Regions from separate parts of the Mus musculus genome. Here all the other regions are linked to region 1. A link is a contact called in public HiChIP or PLAC-seq and promoter capture Hi-C data. All regions are on one chromosome and are shown on one strand. The core of a region is the stretch at or near the end of the contact, and the rest is flanking DNA. Distances in the headings are between cores, read along the strand shown. Region 1 holds the start of Snorc (secondary ossification center associated regulator of chondrocyte maturation). Region 2 overlaps Dgkd (diacylglycerol kinase, delta). Region 3 overlaps Dgkd (diacylglycerol kinase, delta). Region 4 holds the start of Alppl2 (alkaline phosphatase, placental-like 2). Region 5 holds the start of Dgkd (diacylglycerol kinase, delta). Region 6 holds the start of Akp3 (alkaline phosphatase 3, intestine, not Mn requiring). Region 7 holds the start of Ecel1 (endothelin converting enzyme-like 1).

Region 1 (2,681 bases), core at 128-2,627:
CAAGTCCTAGGCAATAGAAAATGCCTCCTCCCACTGTAAGTCCTAACTCAGGGGTACTTCAGGCTACATTACCGAGCACAGCTCCCACTCCAGAAGCTGGGTGTGTCCCAACATATGAGAAGAGATGGTTCTCCCCAAAATCCATTCGGGCTTTGAACCCTGCTCACACTCTGAACACTGAGTGTTGACTGGACATTTGGCCATCCTCAGAGCCCTGCATTGAGCCCTGGTGAGGCCTTAGCATCCCACTATGAGGGAGGCAGCGTAGTGGGTGCCACCTTCTACAGATTAGGAAATGGCCAAGAGAGGTATGAGCCAGGCTGGGCAGAGTCAGGTCTTTAGCTATTTCCTGGGGTGTTGAGGGGAGGTAGAACGGCCCACAGACCACCGTCACCATCCTGGGGTGTGGCCGCGAGTTCCGAGGCTATGCTTCTACCACAGAGGTGACTTCTTTCCTTTGTAGACACACAGACACCCCTAAAGTTCAGGCAGCAATGTTGTAAGACAACCAGGGAACCCAGAGGCCTTTCTGCAGACTACTGAACAACTGCGCGAGATTTATTTTCTCATAATCAAAGCCTATCTGTGCCTATGTCCCTGCTCTGAAGCAGACCCAGAGCAGGCCTGCCATGCAGTGTTTTTTTCAGACCCCAGAGAGGCCACCTAGGGCTCAGTCCAGTTTCCTCACTATCCTGCAAAAGACTCTAAGAAATATTTATCTCTATGGGGACAGCACCTAGGTCGTAAGTCAGAAGGAAAGGGTTTGCAGAATTTAAAGGAATCATGAGTCTCTGGGTTTTCTGCCCAGAGGGTCTCTGGCCTTTAGCCCTTTGCCTTATGTCTGATGAGTCCTCCAGCCTCCCAGGTCCAGAAGTCTCCAGGTGTTCTAGCGGCAAAGTATTACCCCAAGAACATCAGACAGCCAAATGTACCAGACCCTGATACCCAAGTCTTTTTCAATGGCCACCCATCCTGCTGCTAACATACATCATCTTACTCGGTTTCTACCAGCCAGCATTGTGGGAGTCTCCCAGAATCACCACAGCTGGGAATCCCACCTTGTGTGAGGGGCTTGTACCCCATAGGTACTGGAGGATCTGGTCCCAGTGGTAGTTATTGGCCCTGAGAAGTTGGTAGCAGCAGAGCTGAGGGCCTGCGCCCCTTACCTGTGAGCACCGCAGGGGCCAGGACCCCAGAGATGAGCAGCAGCGCCACGCGCAGGGCCAGACAAGATGCCATCCTGGCAGGGAGTGAGCAGTCTTATGGGACACAGAGGACTAGGCGGCTGGGCTCAGGCAGCGGGAAAGAGGCTTCAAAGAGCTGGGAAGGGTTTTCATCAATGCAAACTCTGTCCTCCTGGGACACCGTGCCCGCCCCTCACACATGCACGCGCATGCACACACACACACACACACACACACACACACACACAGAGAGAGAGAGAGAGAGAGAGAGAGAGAGAGAGAGAGAGAGAGAGAGAGAGAGAGCGCACTCAGACAGACCTGCAGTCCTGAACTACCAAACAGCCCCACCCTGGAGAGGAGAGGAGAGGAGAGGAGAGGAGAGGAGAGGAGAGGAGAGGAGAGGAGAGGAGAGGAGAGGAGAGGAGAGGAGAGGAGAGGAGAGGAGAGGAGAGGAGAGGAGAGGAGAGGAGAGGAGAGGAGAGAAAAGGGGAGAGAAAGGGAGAGAAGGGGAGGGGAGGGGAGGGGAGGGGAGGGGAGAGAGAGGGTTCCTTTCCTCTCTCTCTGTCTCTGCCCTGCTCCCCTCCTCTTTCTCTTCTCTGTCTCTCTGTCTCTGTCTCTCTGTCTCACTCTCTCTGTCTCTCTCTCTCTCTCTCTCTCTCTCTCTCTCTCTCTCACACACACACACACACACACACACACATATTCCTGGACTAGTGAAAGTACAAACTTTCCCAGCCTCCCAAGACAGGAGCCTCACCCAGGCACAACAAATGCCTTGAGCCACTGTGCTCAGGACTCTGGGAGACCCTGCTCAGGACCCTTCCACTGGCCCTTACTAAAGCTAAGGTTGTGAGGCATTTTCTATTAAAGCCCCTTGGCCAGCCGCTCTAGGCCCCTTCCAGGAAGGTCTCAATGCACAAGTCCTTCTCCCTGGCTCCCTTGTTCTTGTAGGCACTCTCCACTAATCCAGAGACTCAGTTTCACCTTTAAGCCTGGGCTTGGCTCAGAGTTCAGCTCACTACCTTCCCAACAGGTCTGACCAAGCACATTGGCCTCCTCAGCCTCTGCCTACACCCACAGATGGACTTCAACACACGCGCGCACACACACACACACACACACACACACACACACACACACACACAGGTGTGCTCACCCTGCAAGTTCCCCAAGTCTCTTAAGCCCCTGAGGCTCTGCTACTTCATAGTTTTCCAAACAAAAAGGCAAATTCCCTAGCCAGTCTTCCCTCTGCTTTCCTGCTCTCTCCCTATGTTCCAGCTGCTGGCCCCAACAATAGGGCTCCTGCAGGATACTAGCGTGGCTCCTGCCCCAGGGCCTTTGCACTCTATCTTCTTCCCTAGAAAGTAGTAGCTACACTCATCATCATGTTTCTCCAGGTCTGAGCTTGGTCAGTCAGCCTGTGTCCTGTCGTTGGGTCACTTTAAGGTTCTTCACAGCACTTACATTTTTATGAATTTTCATATCGCTCCCCCTTGT
Region 2 (2,681 bases), core at 88-2,587, 450 kb before region 1:
GTCGACAGGGTTTGGGAACTGTCATATGAAGATGGAGGTGGGGAAGTCCTTGGGTCTATAACTACATCCAGGGAATCTGGGAACTCCAGTGACACCTAGGGACTCAGAGACCCATTACCTTTTTCTGTGTGCTCTATAATCTGGCGAATTGCTTTCTTCAGGCTGTTGGCTCTCAGCATTAGCTGCTCCCGGGGCCGGAAGATCTGTGGCCGGGAGGGGCATGCCGAGCCCACCAAATGGTCCCCAGTAGAGCTACAGATGTTGCCTGATCCGTCCCCATCCTCAGCCTCCTCAGCAATGGTAGGAGGTGGGTTAGACAGAGAGGATGAAGCCTGAGACTCGTCATCCAAGGTCTTGAGGAGAGAGTCCAGTTTCTCTTTCAAGACAGAGCACTGGATTCAAGAAATAGCAGCATGAGAGCAAGCTCCTCTGCACCAGCTGCTCCACCTACCCTGTGCCTGGGAACCTACCTTCTTGGCCATGACCTCTGACTCCTGCGAGCTCTCTGTCGTCTTCTCATAGGCCTTGCCCACTCGAGCCACAAAGTCCTTCACTGTCTCACAGAGCACTCTGTAGGACAGAAGGCAGCTTGGCTGGGACCCTGCAGAGCAGCAGCGTGCCGCCTCTCTGAGTCCCCAGAGCCCCACTACTCACTTGGCTGATGAGATCACCACAGAATGCTGGTCCGAAGTTAAGATTTTAGAAAGATGAGCTGCGACTGAGTCTTCATAGAAGAGAATTTGCTGCACCTATAATCATACCAAAACAGGGGGCAGTTAGTCCCACAGTCTACTGTGAGCGCCATTAGTGTCTGACTTGGGAGTTTTCTTCGGCCCTTCTGGTCCATCCTCTCACAGAACAGACCATCTCTAAACACTATCAGGGCTGTCCACCGCTAAGGGAGCGAGGACAAAAGTGTCACCAACCTGTGGACAGACTAAATGATGAGTCAGAACTAAACAATCCCTATCAGAGCCCCCGACAGACTATGGCTCTTCAGGCAGGACAGTGAGAAAGCCTGAAAGCCCTGGCGTAAACCCCAGTCTACCTTCAGTAGTGCGCTCGCTCGTGGCCAGGCAGTGCAGAAGCTTCCTTTTGCCCTGACCAGGAACTCTGTCTCTCAGCTCCACCGTTCTCTGTCCACCCCATAGCAAGCAAACCTTCTCACAGGTCAAAGAGAAACTATCTGTGCCAGTCTCAGACATTTTCCTGGGTACTTTTCTCAGGCTCCACACAAATATTCTCAAAACAAAAGCACAGGCCACGCTCCACCTGTGAAGCCATAAAAAGTAGGCTTGGCTTGGCTTGCTGACTGCTACTGTCCTTGACCCCTTGGGCTTGTCAGACCAGTCACCTAGCAGGACCAACACTGCATGTGCCCAGCGGAGCAGTTAGGACATAAACACAAATCAGGATCTCAGAACTGAATCCCTGGAGTGGCCACTGCTCAGCACAGAGGACTGGAACTGGTGCTGAAGCGGTGTGTGCTAACTACAAGGGCAGCACAGATGTCAGAGAGAGACAGATGAGCATGGAGACTTCCGGAAGCAGACAGGAGGAGGCTGTATAGGAAGAACAGCAGACTGCATAAGTGCTGAGCATAAGATGTCACAAGGGGTTAGGCATCGGAAAGCACCTCCCAACAGTCATGAAGCCCTAGAGTTGAGCCTGCTCAGCCTCAATCTCAGCCCAAGGCTCTTCCTGCACTCCTTCAGAACCACAAAAGGGACAAGGATGTAGTAAAAAAGCTGAGTACATGACAATCACATGTGGGGCTTAAATAGCAGGTGGTGGACTGGGGGTCAGCTCAGTGCCAAGTGTGAGAATTGAAGTGCCATTCCCAGCACTACAAGAGAAAGAGCAAGCAAATGGTGGTACCTCTGAGTCCTCGCTGAAGTCCTCAGTGACAGTGGAGGAGGAGGCCTGCCGAGGGAGCTTGGTCTCATATGCCATGACACTCCACCTGCACAGGCCCAAAGTCAGCTCAGCTGCAGAATACCCACTAACACCCAGGGATCTGCAGGGCCCCATCCCCCAACCAACCCCTCACTGCTCCAATGTCATAGTCTGGTGCCTTTATCTTAGTTGTATTCTGACTGTTTGAGTTTTCTGGTTTTCTTGAGACTAGGGCTAGTCTTAGTCCTCACAAGTCTTAGAGTATGAAGCTTGGCCACAGAGGCCAATGCTTCTTGGTCCAGCTGCCATTCACACATCCTGGCTGCCCCACTCACCTGTCCAGCATCTTAGTGCTGGCCCTCTCCAGCTTTGCCAAGATCTGAGGAAGCTGTGTATCATCATCACAGGCAGAGCCCCAGCCAAGAACACGGGCCAGGTCGTTCCCTGTCCCCAGGGGCAGCACACCTAGCTGACACTGGTGGAAAACAGTGAGGAAAACATTCCTTAGACAGCAAGTCTAAGAACCATTCTCATGCAGTACACACTCTGTTGACACCATCAATAGCCACAATAAGTGTAGGAAGTCTGATTTGAAGTATGTGGCCTGTACCTTCTCAGTAGAGCCCACTAGAGGGGACAGATGGGCTTTGTGATCACCAGCAGATACCAGGATCCCCAGCCCTTCCTCACTTATTCAACATGTCTTGGCAATCAAACCTTGCTGGTTTCTATAACCCCTCCCTTCCCAAAGACACTGAAATACTCAGACCTAAAGAGTCAATCTA
Region 3 (2,681 bases), core at 120-2,619, 420 kb before region 1:
CAGTTGTATGAATTGGCATTGTCCTGGACAAATCAGTGTGCAGACTAAGGGTACAACAAACAAGCAATGTAGACTCAGTGTGATTAGATTTTTCCTGAATAGAGCAAGCCCTAAATGAAGTTCACTCCTCAGAAGGCAGCACAAGGCTGGCAGCGGGTTGTACCCATGCCCTACACCTGAGAAACAGGCCCAAAGAGCTGAGTGCAGGGCAGATACCAAGGCCCCATCTCCAAGGTCATGTCACTTCAGCTTTTTTGTTTGGATGAAGAAGTCAAAGAAAGTGCAGAGCAACCCCAACTCCTAATTATCTTCTGAATGTCGGACTGTCCTGATCCTCCCTTAATAATCTTTGCAGCCATGAACAATGAGCCCATAGAAAAGGCTGTGCCAACTTCTGTGAAGCAAAGTCCAGCAGGGCGGGGGTGGACTGGACCTAGCCCTGGGTGCAGCCCTAAACAAAGCACTTTTTACAGCAGGCTCTATGGAGGGCACCCTTACATCTCTCTGAGAGGTAGCACCCACAGCTTCTGCAGTCCTGTGTGAACATGGAGATTCACACAGTCATTGCCTTTTCTTCAGGTGGGAGATAACACACACTGAGTCAGTAAACAGCAATGACAGTAACAAGTTGTTTCAAGAAAATAAAGAGATCACACCACAGTACTCTAAAACACTAGGCACTCTGAGACGAACAGGTAGGATTTTTTTCCACATAATTTCCTAAAAAATGATAACATATTTCTAAGATCAGAGATACTCAGTCACACAATAGGTACATTTATCAAAGAGTGCTCAGTAAAACAACTATTTATTAATTTCATAGGCACTCTATGAAAGATTCAATCAGATCCAAGGCTTTTCCATCTGTCAAAAACCCCTTCATAAAACTATTAGTTTTGACTAGAGTCAAATGGCAGTCATTCTACTATCTGCTTTTGTTTTCTCTGCCATTTGTAAAGAAAGGCAAGTGAATATTAACAATAAACACACACATGTTCATTCACACACAATAATCCATAAACAGCTTAGATTGTGTCCATGGCAATTCTCCTGATAATCTAACCGCATAGCTCAGGCAAGAAGCAAGACCTCACACCCAAACTATATTCCAACCCACCTGGCTGCCAGGGAGACCAGTGTCTTCTCTGCCTCGAGTGACTATGAAGACTGGCCTAAGCCTGGCTTGTAGACCAGTTGTATCCAGGCATAGGCATTGCCTTCAACAAAGCCACACACTTGGTAAACACATGGCCACCAACCTGGCACAAGACCAGGCCCTCTTCCTGCTTCTGGATTTGGAAAGCACAGAATGAATTCTAACGCATGGAGTATGATTGGGGTAAAAGTCCCTCTGCATGGTTCTCACAGGCTCCTGCCACTGACCAAGGCCGGCCTTAACTGTGGGCCCATCCTGTGACAAGAGCAGGCTACCTCAGGCTTACCTGGTAGCATTTTTTAGGAAATTATGCAGAAAAAAAAACCTGTTTGTCTCAGAGTGCCTAGTATTTTAGAGTACAGTGGTGTGATCTCTTTATTTCCTTGGAACAGCAAACGCACAGTGTAAAGCTCCAGGTACCTGAGAAATGCCTGAAATCTCTGCTGAGAGATGGCCTGTGGGGCCATAGTCAGGTTCCCAATGAATCCCTAGCTAAGCACAAAAAGGGCCCCCTCCCAGTAGAGAGGCAGGGGCTCCTGACTGTAGGGAAACAACACTTAGCCCATAAAATTACTCCAAGGACCCTCAAACACAGCTCTGCCCACCCCAGGCCCAGGCCAACAGTCACAGGAACCAGGAAGTCTTTCCTAAGAAGAAATCTGCCAAGTATGGACAGTTTTCCTTTCTCCAAGCCAAAGTGATTGGCTAGGGATTTTGCCCAGGAAATATGAGAGATTTAAACAAGCTGAGAAGGAAAACTTATGTTGAAATCTGGATAAAGGTCACAGTTTCTCACAATGGCACATCTTTGATCACCCTCAGGCTGACATCTGCTGGGAACAGATGAGAAGTTCGGGGCCACCAGGAAACCACTACTCACCCACAAGCCTAAAAGCCAAACACACAACAGTACTGAACAAGTCTTCCAAGCCACCATAAAGCTCCTTTATTACTTAGCTAGCAATTAAAGAAAGGAATCTCCTAGGTACACTAACACAGCCCAGATTGGTCTCAAATTCATAATCATTCTGCCTCAAACTCAGGTACTAGCCTGTTCACCTCTTATCAAACTCAGGTACTAGCCTGTTCACCTCTTATCAAACTCAGGTACTAGCCTGTTCACCTCTTATCAAACTCAGGTACTAGCCTGTTCACCTCTTATTAAACATATTTTTTCTCCTGCCATTGCTGTGCAGATCTGACTCCAGATTCTTTAGGCTTTGTGCTGTTTGTGAATTATGCATATGTGTGAGGTGCATGCATCTGTGTATATGAGTAAAGACCAGAAAGGAGTCTGTGGTATATCTTTGACTATTACTCTTCAATATTATTTTTCAGACTGGTTCTCTCTTTCTCTCTGAACCTACAACTCATATTTTCTCAGCTAGGCTGAAAGCCAGCAAGCCTCAGAGATCCTCCTGTCTCCTCCTCCTCTGACCTGGGGTGAAATGCCAGCCCACTCCATGGGTTCTCAGATCCAAACTGATCTTCATTATCTGTACAACTAACTGCTGAGCCATCCCAT
Region 4 (2,681 bases), core at 102-2,601, 380 kb after region 1:
TTTGTTGCCCTACCTGCTCTTGGAATCACTTTGTAGACTAGGCTGGCCTTGAACTCACAGAGATCCACCCACCCCTGCCTCCTAAGTGATCGAATTAAAGGAATGTGCCACAAAGTCTGGCTTGATGGATTAGGTTTTTGTTGTTTTTTTGTTTGTTTTGTTTGTTTTGTTTGTTTGTTTTTTGTTTTTTGTTTTTGTTTCTGTTTTTCAAGACAGGGTTTCTCTGTGTAGCCCTGGCTATCCTGGAACTCACTCTGTAGACCAGGCTGGCCTCGAACTCAGAAATTCGCCTGCCTCTGCTTCCCAAGTGCTGGGATTAAAGGCTGTTGTTTTGTTTTTATTGTTCTTGTTTTTGTTTGTTTTGAGTAGTGGGGTTTAAGACAGGGTTTTTCTGTGCAGGTTTGTGTAGCTGGAACTTACAGTGTAGACCAGATTGGCCTTGAACTCACAGAGATCTGCCTGTCTTTGCCCCTGGAGTGGCAGATTAAAGGTGTGCCCAGTTATTTGGTTGCTGTTGAATCAATATATTTTCTTTGTAGCACAGGCTACCCTTAAATTTTCCTGCCATGACTTAGAAGACCTGGCTTACAACCTTGGACCACCACACCTATGTGGATCACATTTCTCTGATCCACGCATCCATCAATGGGGACATGGTTTGACCCCACACTTCTTGGCCACTGTGAGCCTAGCTTACCCCCAGATTACAGGAAGGTTACACCCACAGAAGTGCTCGGAGTCTGTGCAGAGCACTCACGCTGGGATCCCTCCACCTGCCCAAGGGAATACGAGTCAACATCAAATAAGGGGAAAGCCTGCTTCTGAGCAAGACCCAGGCCTTGCCTGGTTTGGCTCAGGATTTTGGACTGCCCCCAGTCCAATTGCATTCAAACACTCAAAAGTAGCTGTGGTGCAAGTGTGGTTCTATAGGACCCATCAGCCCCATCTTTCCAATTCAACATTTCTCCTGGCCAATGCTCCTGGATACCATATCTGCCCTAGTCAGGGGAGAGGCAATTGGGGGCAAGACTAATTGGAACAAAAAGAGAAGGATGTCCATGGGAGGATCAGTGACCACTGCAGCATAAGATTAAGGCTCTTCCCTCAGACAGTAGCTGTCTCCAGCCTCCCACCTAATGTGGGGGAGATGCCTAGGACCCACCCTCAGCCACAGATTCAGGACGTTGGCCTGGACTTCCACACCTTGCCAACTTTTTACAGCCAGACAAGATTCAGTTCACAGGATAGGGTGGGGCCAGGGTAGTGCCTAAGGATTAGGGAGGGACTCTGAGCCTTTCCGGCAGGAACTAAGTCTTCGCCTATTTAAGAGGAACTCACAGAGATCTGCCTGTCTCTGCCCCTGGAGTGGCAGATTAAAGGTGTGCCCAGTTATTTGGTTGCTGTTGGAACTAAATCTTCGCCTATTTAAGAGGAACACATCAGGACCTCAGCTAGTGTTGTGGTATTGCAGCTTCTCCATCCGCCATCCTCACAGACCAGCACCCTGCCACAGCAATGTGGGGAGCCTGCTTGCTGCTGCTGGGCCTCAGCCTACAGGTGTGCCCGAGCGTCATCCCAGGTAACGAGGCTCCTCCAGGTGTTTGCTCGCTCGTCTTTGCGCTCCAGGGTCTTCAGTCTGACCCTGTCTCTGCTCTTTTCTTCGCCAGTGGAGGAGGAGAATCCAGCCTTCTGGAACCGAAAGGCAGCCGAGGCCCTGGATGCTGCCAAGAAGCTGAAGCCCATTCAGACATCAGCTAAGAACCTCGTTATCCTCATGGGAGATGGTGAGATCGTGAGGCCTGCCTATCCTGGGACTCTCCTACACCCGCCACCCGAGGAGGCCCCTGGTGGGCCTAAGGGGTTAGTCCTGATCATGTTCTGCTCCTTCAGGGATGGGGGTGTCTACAGTAACCGCTACCCGGATCCTAAAGGGGCAGCAGCAAGGCCATCTGGGACCTGAGACACAGCTAGCTATGGATCGCTTTCCACACATGGCTCTGTCCAAGGTGAGCTTGGAGACACTCGAGTCTCCACAGTGGGTGGCAAGAGCTGGTATATGGCAGGAAAGTGGTTCCCGGGAAGAATCCAGAATCCCAGGAAAAGACAAGCTCTAATGTCTACTAGTAGAGTTGAGCCGAGATTGTCTCTCCCTAGACATACAACACAGACAAGCAGATCCCGGACAGCGCAGGCACAGGTACAGCCTTTCTCTGCGGGGTCAAAACCAACATGAAGGTCATTGGCTTGAGTGCAGCTGCACGCTTCAACCAGTGCAACACGACATGGGGTAACGAGGTCGTCTCGGTGATGCACCGTGCTAAGAAAGCAGGTAGGTTGGGACAGGGTGGAAGGACCTGGGCAGACCCGGGGGTCCTGGGTGGCTCATGTGACTTTCTATAGGAAAGTCTGTGGGAGTGGTGACCACCACGTCGGTGCAGCATGCTTCTCCGGCCGGCACCTACGCGCACACTGTGAACCGTGGTTGGTACTCGGATGCACAAATGCCTGCCTCAGCGCTACAGGATGGCTGCAAAGACATCTCTACTCAGCTCATCTCCAACATGGACATTGATGTGAGCCCCAAGAGGGAGGGAGGAGGGCCGCATGGAGGTGTCACTCATCGCAGTATAGGCAGCCGGCAGCCTGGGCTCTGGGTCCTCCAGGTTATCTGAGTGGTGGGT
Region 5 (2,681 bases), core at 129-2,628, 380 kb before region 1:
GGCAGGGAGACACCTCCTGACCAATAAAACTCTGGACTCAATGCAATTTCGGAGGAGTCCACCGTCCCCACCGCGATCCTGGCCTTCACTCACCATTCCCCTCAGTCAGAGAGTCTGATCTGCCTCACACCACTACCTATCTTAAGGACCAAGCACTAGGAAAGGGCATTTCCATTAGTATCAAGGCTCCTTAAACTTGTTCCTGGGGCTGTAATTGTTATAGCTAGAATAACACAGGTGTTAGGTCCCGTGTGCTGAATGACTTGGGTACCACATAACAAATGGACCACGTCAGCACCTAAATGGCACCCCAATCCCCAACCCCGGCAAGTAACAGAGGGTGGCAGATGATCAAGCAAGAAATGGTTTTTCCAGTAAAGGGTAACTAACTGGCCTCGGAGGAAAAGCGCACTGCAGCAGGATGAGCAAGCCCGTGCCAGCCGGAACTGCCAAGGCTGCCCCACGGTGGCAACCTGCTAGCCACCACCTGTCCAGCCACCTGCCTGAGGAAGCCCTTCCAACAAGGAGGGCTCACCTCGGCAAGAAACCATACGCAGTTTTCAAGAGGAACCAGAAAGGAAAAGCAAAGGGTGCAACTTTATTCTTAGGGAAAGACAACAAAAAGGCATGTGTCTCTCTGCACTGCAACCCGAGCGGCTGGAGTTCTCCACGGAGAGAGTTCTGAGCCCAGCGGGTGAGGAGTCCCGGCTTTCCCAAGGAGGGAGGAGGGTGAAAGGGAGGAAGAGAGGGAGGGAGAGAGGGAGAAGCGGCCACTACACGCGCATCCCTTCCCTTTCGGAACATAGGGGTGAGGACCCCGCAGCGGGCTGAGCAGTGGAGGGAGAGCCTGACGCAGGTGAGTACGGGAAGCTGCACCCGGTGCTCAGACCTACAGACCCCCCAGGCCTCGGGGAGCACGCGCCTGCGGCCCCCGCAGCGGTCCCCGCAGCGGCCCCAGCAGCACGCCGGGCCTCGGTCTCCTCAGCGGCGGCGCCCACCTGCGCCCAGTCCCCGCAGACCGGTCCCCGCGGCCCCGTCCTCGCGGCCCGGTCCCCGCGGTCCGTTAAGCCGCGGCGCGCTCGGCCCCGTAGCAGCGACCGCAGGACCTCGGGCCCGGCAGGGCCTGGGCGGCCGCTCGCACACGGTCACGGGCCTCGGCAGGGACCGCGGCGTGAGGGGCGCGCGCCCGGCCGACGCCGCGGGCTCACCTTCTGCCGGATCTGGCCCGACGTGGACACCTTACGGATAAGCTTCTGCGGGGAGCCCGGCTCAGCCTCGGGTTCACTGTCGGACGACTCCTCAGGCGGCGGCGGCGGAGGTGGCTGAGGAGGACCCGGCGGAGGGGCGCCCGCCGCCGCCGCCATGCTGCCCGGCCAGCGCGCGCGCCGCGGGGGGGCGGGGCGGGGCGGGGATGGGATGGGCCCAGCGCCTGGGGCGGAGCCTGGGCGGGGCGGGGCCTAGAGGCCGGCCGCCCCACCCCACCGCGCCCCCATAGGCAGTGGGCGCAGACGTAGGCTTGCCGGGCCCTTGCTGGGTTGTTTCGGCCTGACCCATCTCTTTCCTTCTGATGTCTTCTGTCGTTTTCTTCTTGGAACACAATTTCTAGTTTTTGTCTCTGAGTACACTGTTTTATCACTCATACCCGAGTGTAAGTGATCTCTAGGAGGCCGCTGGACTATGTTGGTGAAACAGTTTACAGAGTGCGTGAAAGTACACCCAGAGGGAGAACTTCTGTTAAGGCCACTGTTAAGGAAAGATGGAGAACCGGGGAACCGTGTTGTAGGCAGAGGCTAGATCTGTGCAAAGGCCCAGAGGCAAAAAGAAAAAAGAAAGGAAGGAAGGGATTTAGAGGGGCTTAGAGGGAGGAAAATGGGACTAGGACAGGAACTGGAGAGCTTTGGGATCGAGGCTCTGAGGACCAGATACGGGATTGGCCTTTTCTGCTGAGACCTGAGGGCAGCAAGAAACCCGGTTGGAGTTGGGGGAGTAAAGAGGTAGATAAGCTGAGCCTGGCTGGGTCACAAAGCGGAGGATCTATGAAGTATTAAGGCAAATAGGCACTCTGAATTACTGGCTGGGGCTGAGAGATAGAGAAGGGAACTGAGATTCAGAAGGGAGGGATGGGGTACTAGAGAGACATAGCAGAATGAACTCTGAGCCAAAGGAGGACCCTATGCAGTTAGAAAAGGAGTGGCTTCCGTTTGGAGTTTTGTTTTTTTGTTGTTTTGTTTTGTTTGGGCATATTGAGATGGAAAAGGACTTGGGGCCAACCAGGACAATGTGCTACCTTCCTGCTCTGCTCTGCTCTAAGAGGCAAGTCAGCAGAGGACCACCTTGGCTATCCCTTCACCCTTTCAGAGGCTGCTGCTGGAGACCCACCAATCAGCAAGCTTTGGGCCTCTGGACAACTGGACAACTCATTCTAGTGGCAATACAAGTCAGATACCACCAGGAACCACAGGAGGTTCCTAATCTGGCACAAAGATGAGGCCAGGATACTGACCTCCCAACCAGTACAGAGGATGACTTTTGTGAAAAAGATCTGAGATGCCTGGATGAACCAGGACACACTCCACCTATGCTGTAGCCACTGGCTACATACAAGTACTTATATTTAAATTCCTATTAACTAGTACCAGCCTAGGCTAAAGAATGACATTTAAGAAAAGAAAAGAGAAAAA
Region 6 (2,681 bases), core at 121-2,620, 350 kb after region 1:
CCACCAAGGATCACCTGTGGTCAGAGAGGATGAAGGAAGGTGAACTTTAGGTTGTCTTCTGCCTCCTTTTCCTGCCAGTCCCTAGCTCCTCACCAGGTATGTGGGAACTGAACTACCCGGCCCTCAAAGACCCCAGAAGATCCAGGGAGTTCAGTCTACAAGGTTGCCTGGGACCACCCCTTCCCCCCTTTCCCCCCTTCCTCCCCCTCCCTCCCCCTCCTTCTCCTCCTCTCCCTCCCCTTTCCCCTCTCCCTTACACTTTATTCCTTACATTAATGTCCATGTTGGAGATGAGTTGTGTAGCAATGTCCTTGCAACCTTCCCGCAGCGCAGAGGCAGGCATGTCAGCATCCCCATACCAATTGCGGTTCACTGTGTGAACATATGTGCCCGAGGGAGAGGCGTGCTGCACTCTGGTGGTGGTCACCACACCTACGGATTTTCCTGAAGACGGCAAAGGTCAGGGTGAGACATCCAGTCCCCTAGGCTTGCCCCCCATAGCTGAGCCTGGCTCCAACTCACCTGCTTTCTTGGCACGGTACATCACTGAGAAGACCTCATTGCCAAATGTGGTGTTGCACTGGTCGAATCTCGCGGCTGCGCTCACGCCGATGGTCTTGTAGTTGGTCTTGACCCCACACAGGTAGGCGGTGGCCGTGCTTGCACTGTCTGGAACCTGTCTGTCCACACTGTATGTCTGGGGACAGAGACACCCCCAACTGGGCTCAAAGCAGACATTTATTTCTTCACCCGAGCCTCTCTGCCTCCCTTGCCCTGGATCCCCATCAGTCATTTCAGATGTGGCTAAGAACTCACCTTGGACAGAGCCATATATGGGAAGCGGTCCATGGCTAGGGGTGTCTCAGGTCCTAGATGACCTTCCAACTGTCCCTTTAGGATCCTGGTGGCTGTCACTGTTGGTACCCCCATCCCTGAAGGAGCAGAACCTCGTCAGGACTGAACCCTGAGGCCTGTCCGTACCCACCAGTGGCCCTGGGTACTTGGAGTACAAGGGCCCCAGGGTGGCCAGGCCTCGCTCACACACTCACCGTCACCCAGGAAGATGATGAGGTTCTTAGCTGATGTCTGAATGGGCTGCAGCTTCTTGGCAGCATCCAGGGCCTCGGCTGCCTTCTTGTTCCAGAAGGCCGGGTTCTCCTCCTCCACTGGCCAAGGGAATAGCAGAGGAAGGGTCAGCATGAAGGGCCATGGGTGGGAATGGGGTGTTCATTGGAAGGAGCCTCATTACCTGGAATGACACTAAGGGACAGCTGTAGCCTGAGGCCCAGCAGCAGCAGCACCCAGGTGCCCTGCATGGCTGGGGCTGGTGGCGGGACAGCAGCAGACAAAGACACGAGACACCAGGGATCAACTAAAGCACAGAGTGCCTGGACTTAAATAGGGGGAGACTTTGTTCCTAACTGCACAACACCACGCCCCTCCCATGGATCAAAGTGGCCATCCTGGCCCCACCCCATCCCTGTGAACTGAACTGAACTCCTGCTTGTTAGAGAAAAATGGCAGGGTGTGTCTAACCCAGCCTGGGCTGGGGGTCCTGACGAGTAAGCTCTGTGTGAGCACTCGGTGTCCTCCCCGGGTAGGGAGGGGGGTTATGCAGTTTGCAGCACCCACTTCTTGCTCACAATGTCCTGTACATCACTCTTGCTCCTGAGAGCTGTGGGGGCCAATAGGCTCATTCTGGGCGCTGGAGGTAGGCCTGGAAGAACACAGCTTAGATGAGGGGCCTTTGTTTGGCTTGCTGATACCTGGAGCCAAAAGACAAAGGAAACAAGGCACACTGAATGTCCTGCTGTCTACTTGGCCCCCCATTAAGCTTGACCTGGGCAAGTACTTGGGATGCTTTCTCTTCGCTGTCTGTTTAAGATGGGGTTGCAGGCAGAGCTCTATCTTCTATGTTGAGACAAACATCGCACAGCAGCCTCCAACAAGAGCAACCATGTGCTGTGGCTTGAATATGGATGGAGCCTGTCCCTGAAGTGCACAAGTTGCAGGCTTGGTCCCTAGTGTGATGATGATGTTGGGAGGTGATGGAAGGGAGAGGTGACTAGGTCCTTTGAGGCTGTTTTCTTAGAAGGGGTTATGGTGTTTTTCATGAGATCCTACTTAGTCCCTACTAGAGGGGGTTATGATGACTGATCAAGACGGGCCTCTCCTTCATTTTTGGCTCCCTTAGGAGCGTTCTCTCTGTCTCCTCATGATGCTATTCACCATGTGATGTAGTGAAGAGGATCCTTAGGAGATTCAAGCACATATAAGAGCCAGGGCATTGGACTTCCAAACCCACTTAAAGAAACCTTCGTTTTAAATATAGCCCTCACCATCCTTTGCCATTGAAAATGAAATTATACCCTGAGTGTCCTAGGGTGGATAAATGGATCAACAAACAAGAAATGGGTGGTGGCGCACGCCTTAATCCCAGTACTTGGGAGGCAGAGACAGGCGGATTTCTGAGTTCGAGGCCAGCCTGGTCTACAAAGTGAGTTCCAGGACAGCCGGGGCTATACAGAGAAACCCTATCTCAAAAAACAAAAACAAATAAACAAGAAATGGTTCATATAAGTAACTGAATATCATTAGCCTGAAAACAGAAGGGAATCTGCCAAGTGTAATTATGAACTCAGGAGTTGGAGGCAGGAGGATTGGGCCAAGATAGCCATGGC
Region 7 (2,681 bases), core at 91-2,590, 310 kb after region 1:
CTCCAGGAGATGGAATGTTGAGGGGAAAATGCAGATTAAAAGCACAAAGAGCCACTCTGCCACCGCCCTGCCCTCCCCTCCCCCCTCACGGAAACACGGCATTTTTGCGTAATTCCATCGCTCCTCAGTAGAATTAATTGGACCTGAGAAGAATGCATGGGGCAGGAGAGGACCTTAGGATGGTCAGAATGAAAGACAGTCCTGTGAGTGGGACTTAGAAATGGACAGACTGGACAGGCAGGAAAGTGGTAGAGGTGGCCACTAAAGGCTAGTGACTGGGTAGCTGACGATGAAGAACATCCGGAGGGGATGGCGACGGGATGGTGGTCGCTCTCCGCAGTCCCACCTCAACATGGGTTCTATCACATCGGTCTTCACCAATGTCTGAAACATTGCTTAGGCCAGGGCTGCAGGCTGGAGCCACAAGGTTGGGATTGCTGGGGCTGTGTGGTCCTTTGCTGGGGATACCAGAAGAGATGGGTAAGTCGAGGCAGAGAAAGCAGATTCCTGAAACAGTAGCAGTCCTTCAGAAAGCTCCCAGGTCTCTGTCACGTGTGGGCTTCACCTTGTGGGTACAGTGGAGAGGTAAAGATGATTCTGTCTCTTGGAAGGAGCGAGGTCCCCAACATTTAAAAAGCTAGTTCAGCCAACCGGAATGGGTGGAAGACTGGACAAACTCACCCTGTGTAGTCCCGTGAGGGAAGTGGAGCAAGATTCCTCCCTCTCCCCACCCTACCATCCTTTTCTAGGCCTTTCTATGTGGGTCTGGGACTTCCTGCCAATGATGTCAGGAAAACCTAAGGTTGAGGAGGCCACAGCCTCAGCCTCTACTTGCAACCTCCCCAGGAGAGCTAGGTAAAGGGTCTTGTACCAACCAGAACCCAGATGGGGCAAGCAGGAGTTAAAAGGACAAAGAAGTCTTGGTGCTGATGGCGCCTGGCAGAGTGCTGGTCCAGATACAGGCTCTTCACCTGCCCATTGGAGTCCTCCCTGGGCTGAGCTTCTGTGGGCTCGGCCCAGACTTCCCTCTGGCCTCCAGATCTCCAGCTTCAGTCCCTTTACCGCAGACTGGTAGGTGGCTCCAAGTGGCTCATCAGAAGGGACCGTGCTTCCTCCTCCCGGGACAGATCTGGACTCCGGAGTCCTGGAGCCAGAAGCTGGTGCATCACTCTCAGGAGCGTTATCTCCGCGGTCGCCATCCCCACCTCCGCACTGCTGGAGCTGACAGGTAGCCCAGAGGGAAGCAGAGAGAAGGAGGGGTGCAGGGGGCGGGAGAAGGAGGGTGGAGCCGCCGGCGCGCCCCCTCCTTCGGGGCTGGCGGGCGGCGCGGCGCGGCGGCAGAGGCGGCGGGCGCACGAAGAGAGCCGCAGCCAGCCCAGCTCCTCTCCGGCTGAGGCCGGGATTTGCTCCCGACCCCTCCCTCGGTCCTCGCCCGGCCCAGACGCGCACCTGCCGGGTAAGTGTCATTCGGGCCCGCCGCCTCCGAGGACATCATCACAGCCACCTCCGAGGCCACCGCGGCTGCCGAGCCGAGCTTCTCGGCTTTGTCTCTGTCCTCCCGGCTCTGGCTCCAGCTGCGGCTGCGGCTGCGACTCCAGGACTCGGCTCTCAAGCTCCGCTGACTGCGCCGCGCGACGCAAGAGATTGAGCTCAGGGCTGGCGCAGCAAAGGGGGTGAAACTTCTCCCAACTTTGGATTCTGGGGAGAACCTGTTGACGACAGGGATGGCCCGGGGCGTTGATGGGTGGCAAATGATGAAACCAGTCTCTGGTTTTCCATCTGGGCCGTCGGGGTTGGGGAGTCGGGTGGGGGAAAGATGGGGAATGGAGAGGGCTGCTGCTTGGGGAAGGGACTTGTGGGCTTTGGAGCCATTGAAGAGAAACAGCCAGAGGGTGGCTTGAGAGTGGTCCTGCAGACTTCCCCGAGGACGAAGTTTGGGTGTCTGGTCGCTTTTAGTTCGGAGAACTGAAGGAGGCTTCAGGGTCCGCAGAGAGGCGCCCCTGACCACACCTCCTTTCTCCGGCCTCTGCTTCCCCCTCCCCCACCTGGCTTGTCTGGAGAGGATGATGGGCAAGAAAGGCAAAGACAAGGGAAACAGGTTGTCAGTGAAGCCCCCACTTTGTGCCCGGTGCTCTTTGGTTTTGTGTCCGAGCATCCTTACTCTGTGGTGAGCTTGTGGAGACCTGGGTAGGCAGGTTAAAGGCTACTATTCCAGTAAGAGCTGCTGGCAACTGAACCCTTCTTTCTTGGTTGACGGAGTGAAGTGGGATCCTTGGTTGTGGATCACAGGTGGCCTCCATCTTCTTAAACTAACTCCCACCCTTTGTTTTCTGGGTCCCCTCACTTTCCAGGGCCTCTCTGAGCCTGCTAATGTTCCCTTCCTACAGCTGCGACCGAGGGCCATGTGGGCTCCGACCAGAAAGCCCGCAGACAGAAGCAGCCTATAATCGACCAAACAAGGGGTCTGCAGCCAAAGCCTCGGCACAATGGAGGCCCCGTATTCCATGACAGCGCACTACGACGAGTTCCAGGAAGTCAAGTATGTGAGCCGGTGTGGCACCGGGGGCGCTCGAGGGACCTCACTGCCTCCAGGCTTCCCGAGGGGCTCAGGGCGCAGTGCTAGCGGGTCCAGGTCTGGGCTGCCCCGCTGGAATCGACGCGAGGTGTGCCTGCTGTCGGGG

What was found. Promoter capture Hi-C pulls out the DNA fragments that hold promoters and counts their contacts. HiChIP or PLAC-seq counts read pairs in DNA pulled down with a chosen protein or histone mark.
Region 2: a promoter capture Hi-C map of liver shows a contact between it and region 1, with 6 times the contacts expected there. The contact joins the enhancer-like site here to the promoter of Snorc in region 1. A contact is called at or near these places in 13 of 39 promoter capture datasets (the 3T3-L1 cell line, 3T3-L1-derived adipocytes, the HPC-7 cell line and 8 more), 5 of 484 Hi-C or Micro-C datasets (the HPC-7 cell line, bone marrow-derived macrophages, cortical neurons and 2 more), 2 of 115 datasets of contacts at active chromatin or transcription factors (T-cell acute lymphoblastic leukemia and extraembryonic endoderm stem cells) and 1 of 9 other capture datasets (liver).
Region 3: a promoter capture Hi-C map of liver shows a contact between it and region 1, with 3 times the contacts expected there. The contact joins the enhancer-like site here to the promoter of Snorc in region 1. A contact is called at or near these places in 4 of 39 promoter capture datasets (cranial neural crest, hippocampal neurons, liver and 1 more) and 2 of 115 datasets of contacts at active chromatin or transcription factors (embryonic basal ganglia and embryonic stem cells).
Region 4: a promoter capture Hi-C map of embryonic stem cells shows a contact between it and region 1, with 2.9 times the contacts expected there. The contact joins the promoter of Alppl2 here to the promoter of Snorc in region 1. A contact is called at or near these places in 4 of 39 promoter capture datasets (embryonic stem cells, liver and stem cell-derived epiblast-like cells).
Region 5: a contact with region 1 is called in an H3K4me3 HiChIP or PLAC-seq map of pro-B cells, with 6 times the contacts expected there. The contact joins the promoter of Dgkd here to the promoter of Snorc in region 1. A contact is called at or near these places in 10 of 39 promoter capture datasets (the 3T3-L1 cell line, cranial neural crest, embryonic stem cells and 5 more), 1 of 15 datasets of contacts at CTCF or cohesin (large pre-B cells), 6 of 115 datasets of contacts at active chromatin or transcription factors (SST interneurons, embryonic forebrain, embryonic hindbrain and 3 more) and 2 of 9 other capture datasets (adipose tissue and embryonic stem cells).
Region 6: an H3K4me3 HiChIP or PLAC-seq map of embryonic stem cells shows a contact between it and region 1, with 5 times the contacts expected there. The contact joins the promoter of Akp3 here to the promoter of Snorc in region 1. A contact is called at or near these places in 6 of 39 promoter capture datasets (embryonic stem cells, hematopoietic stem and progenitor cells, liver and 2 more) and 1 of 115 datasets of contacts at active chromatin or transcription factors (embryonic stem cells).
Region 7: a promoter capture Hi-C map of embryonic stem cells shows a contact between it and region 1. The contact joins the promoter of Ecel1 here to the promoter of Snorc in region 1. A contact is called at or near these places in 10 of 39 promoter capture datasets (cranial neural crest, embryonic stem cells, hematopoietic stem and progenitor cells and 3 more), 1 of 115 datasets of contacts at active chromatin or transcription factors (embryonic stem cells) and 1 of 9 other capture datasets (embryonic stem cells).

Annotation. Positions count from the first base shown.
Region 1 is chr1:87,468,897-87,471,577 of GRCm38.p6, reverse strand. It overlaps Snorc (secondary ossification center associated regulator of chondrocyte maturation), which reads right to left and starts at 1,377. Exons shown (of 3, transcript NM_028473.2): 1 at 1,167-1,377. The coding sequence starts at 1,239.
Region 2 is chr1:87,923,762-87,926,442 of GRCm38.p6, reverse strand. It overlaps Dgkd (diacylglycerol kinase, delta), which reads right to left. Exons shown (of 30, transcript NM_177646.3): 11 at 2,232-2,371; 12 at 1,879-1,963; 13 at 655-749; 14 at 471-570; 15 at 119-392. Among named protein-coding and RNA genes, the nearest start is that of Gm19582, 71 kb to the right of the region's middle. Within about 2 kb of position 1,337, at least 5 of the 459 cell types and tissues checked have an H3K27ac peak or open chromatin away from gene starts, as enhancers often do. A contact at or near this core is called in liver, where this site is marked.
Region 3 is chr1:87,890,404-87,893,084 of GRCm38.p6, reverse strand. All of the region lies in intron 3 of Dgkd (diacylglycerol kinase, delta), which reads right to left. Among named protein-coding and RNA genes, the nearest start is that of Gm19582, 37 kb to the right of the region's middle. Within about 2 kb of position 1,369, at least 79 of the 459 cell types and tissues checked have an H3K27ac peak or open chromatin away from gene starts, as enhancers often do. A contact at or near this core is called in liver, where this site is marked.
Region 4 is chr1:87,088,598-87,091,278 of GRCm38.p6, reverse strand. It overlaps Alppl2 (alkaline phosphatase, placental-like 2), which reads left to right and starts at 1,351. Exons shown (of 11, transcript NM_007433.3): 1 at 1,351-1,579; 2 at 1,668-1,784; 3 at 1,891-2,006; 4 at 2,155-2,329; 5 at 2,401-2,573. The coding sequence starts at 1,516. All of the region lies in intron 1 of Gm29371 (a long non-coding RNA gene), which reads right to left.
Region 5 is chr1:87,851,984-87,854,664 of GRCm38.p6, reverse strand. Dgkd (diacylglycerol kinase, delta) reads right to left here and starts at 1,378. Exons shown (of 30, transcript NM_177646.3): 1 at 1,209-1,378. The coding sequence starts at 1,364. Gm19582 (predicted gene, 19582) reads left to right here and starts at 366. Exons shown (of 2, transcript NR_136921.1): 1 at 366-694; 2 at 807-1,318.
Region 6 is chr1:87,123,643-87,126,323 of GRCm38.p6, reverse strand. It overlaps Akp3 (alkaline phosphatase 3, intestine, not Mn requiring), which reads right to left and starts at 1,370. Exons shown (of 11, transcript NM_007432.3): 1 at 1,250-1,370; 2 at 1,050-1,166; 3 at 817-932; 4 at 523-697; 5 at 272-444; 6 at 1-14. The coding sequence starts at 1,316.
Region 7 is chr1:87,154,795-87,157,475 of GRCm38.p6, reverse strand. Ecel1 (endothelin converting enzyme-like 1) reads left to right here and starts at 1,340. Exons shown (of 18, transcript NM_001277925.1): 1 at 1,340-1,456; 2 at 2,388-2,681. The coding sequence starts at 2,487. The region is part of intron 3 of Gm33292 (a long non-coding RNA gene); the gene reads right to left.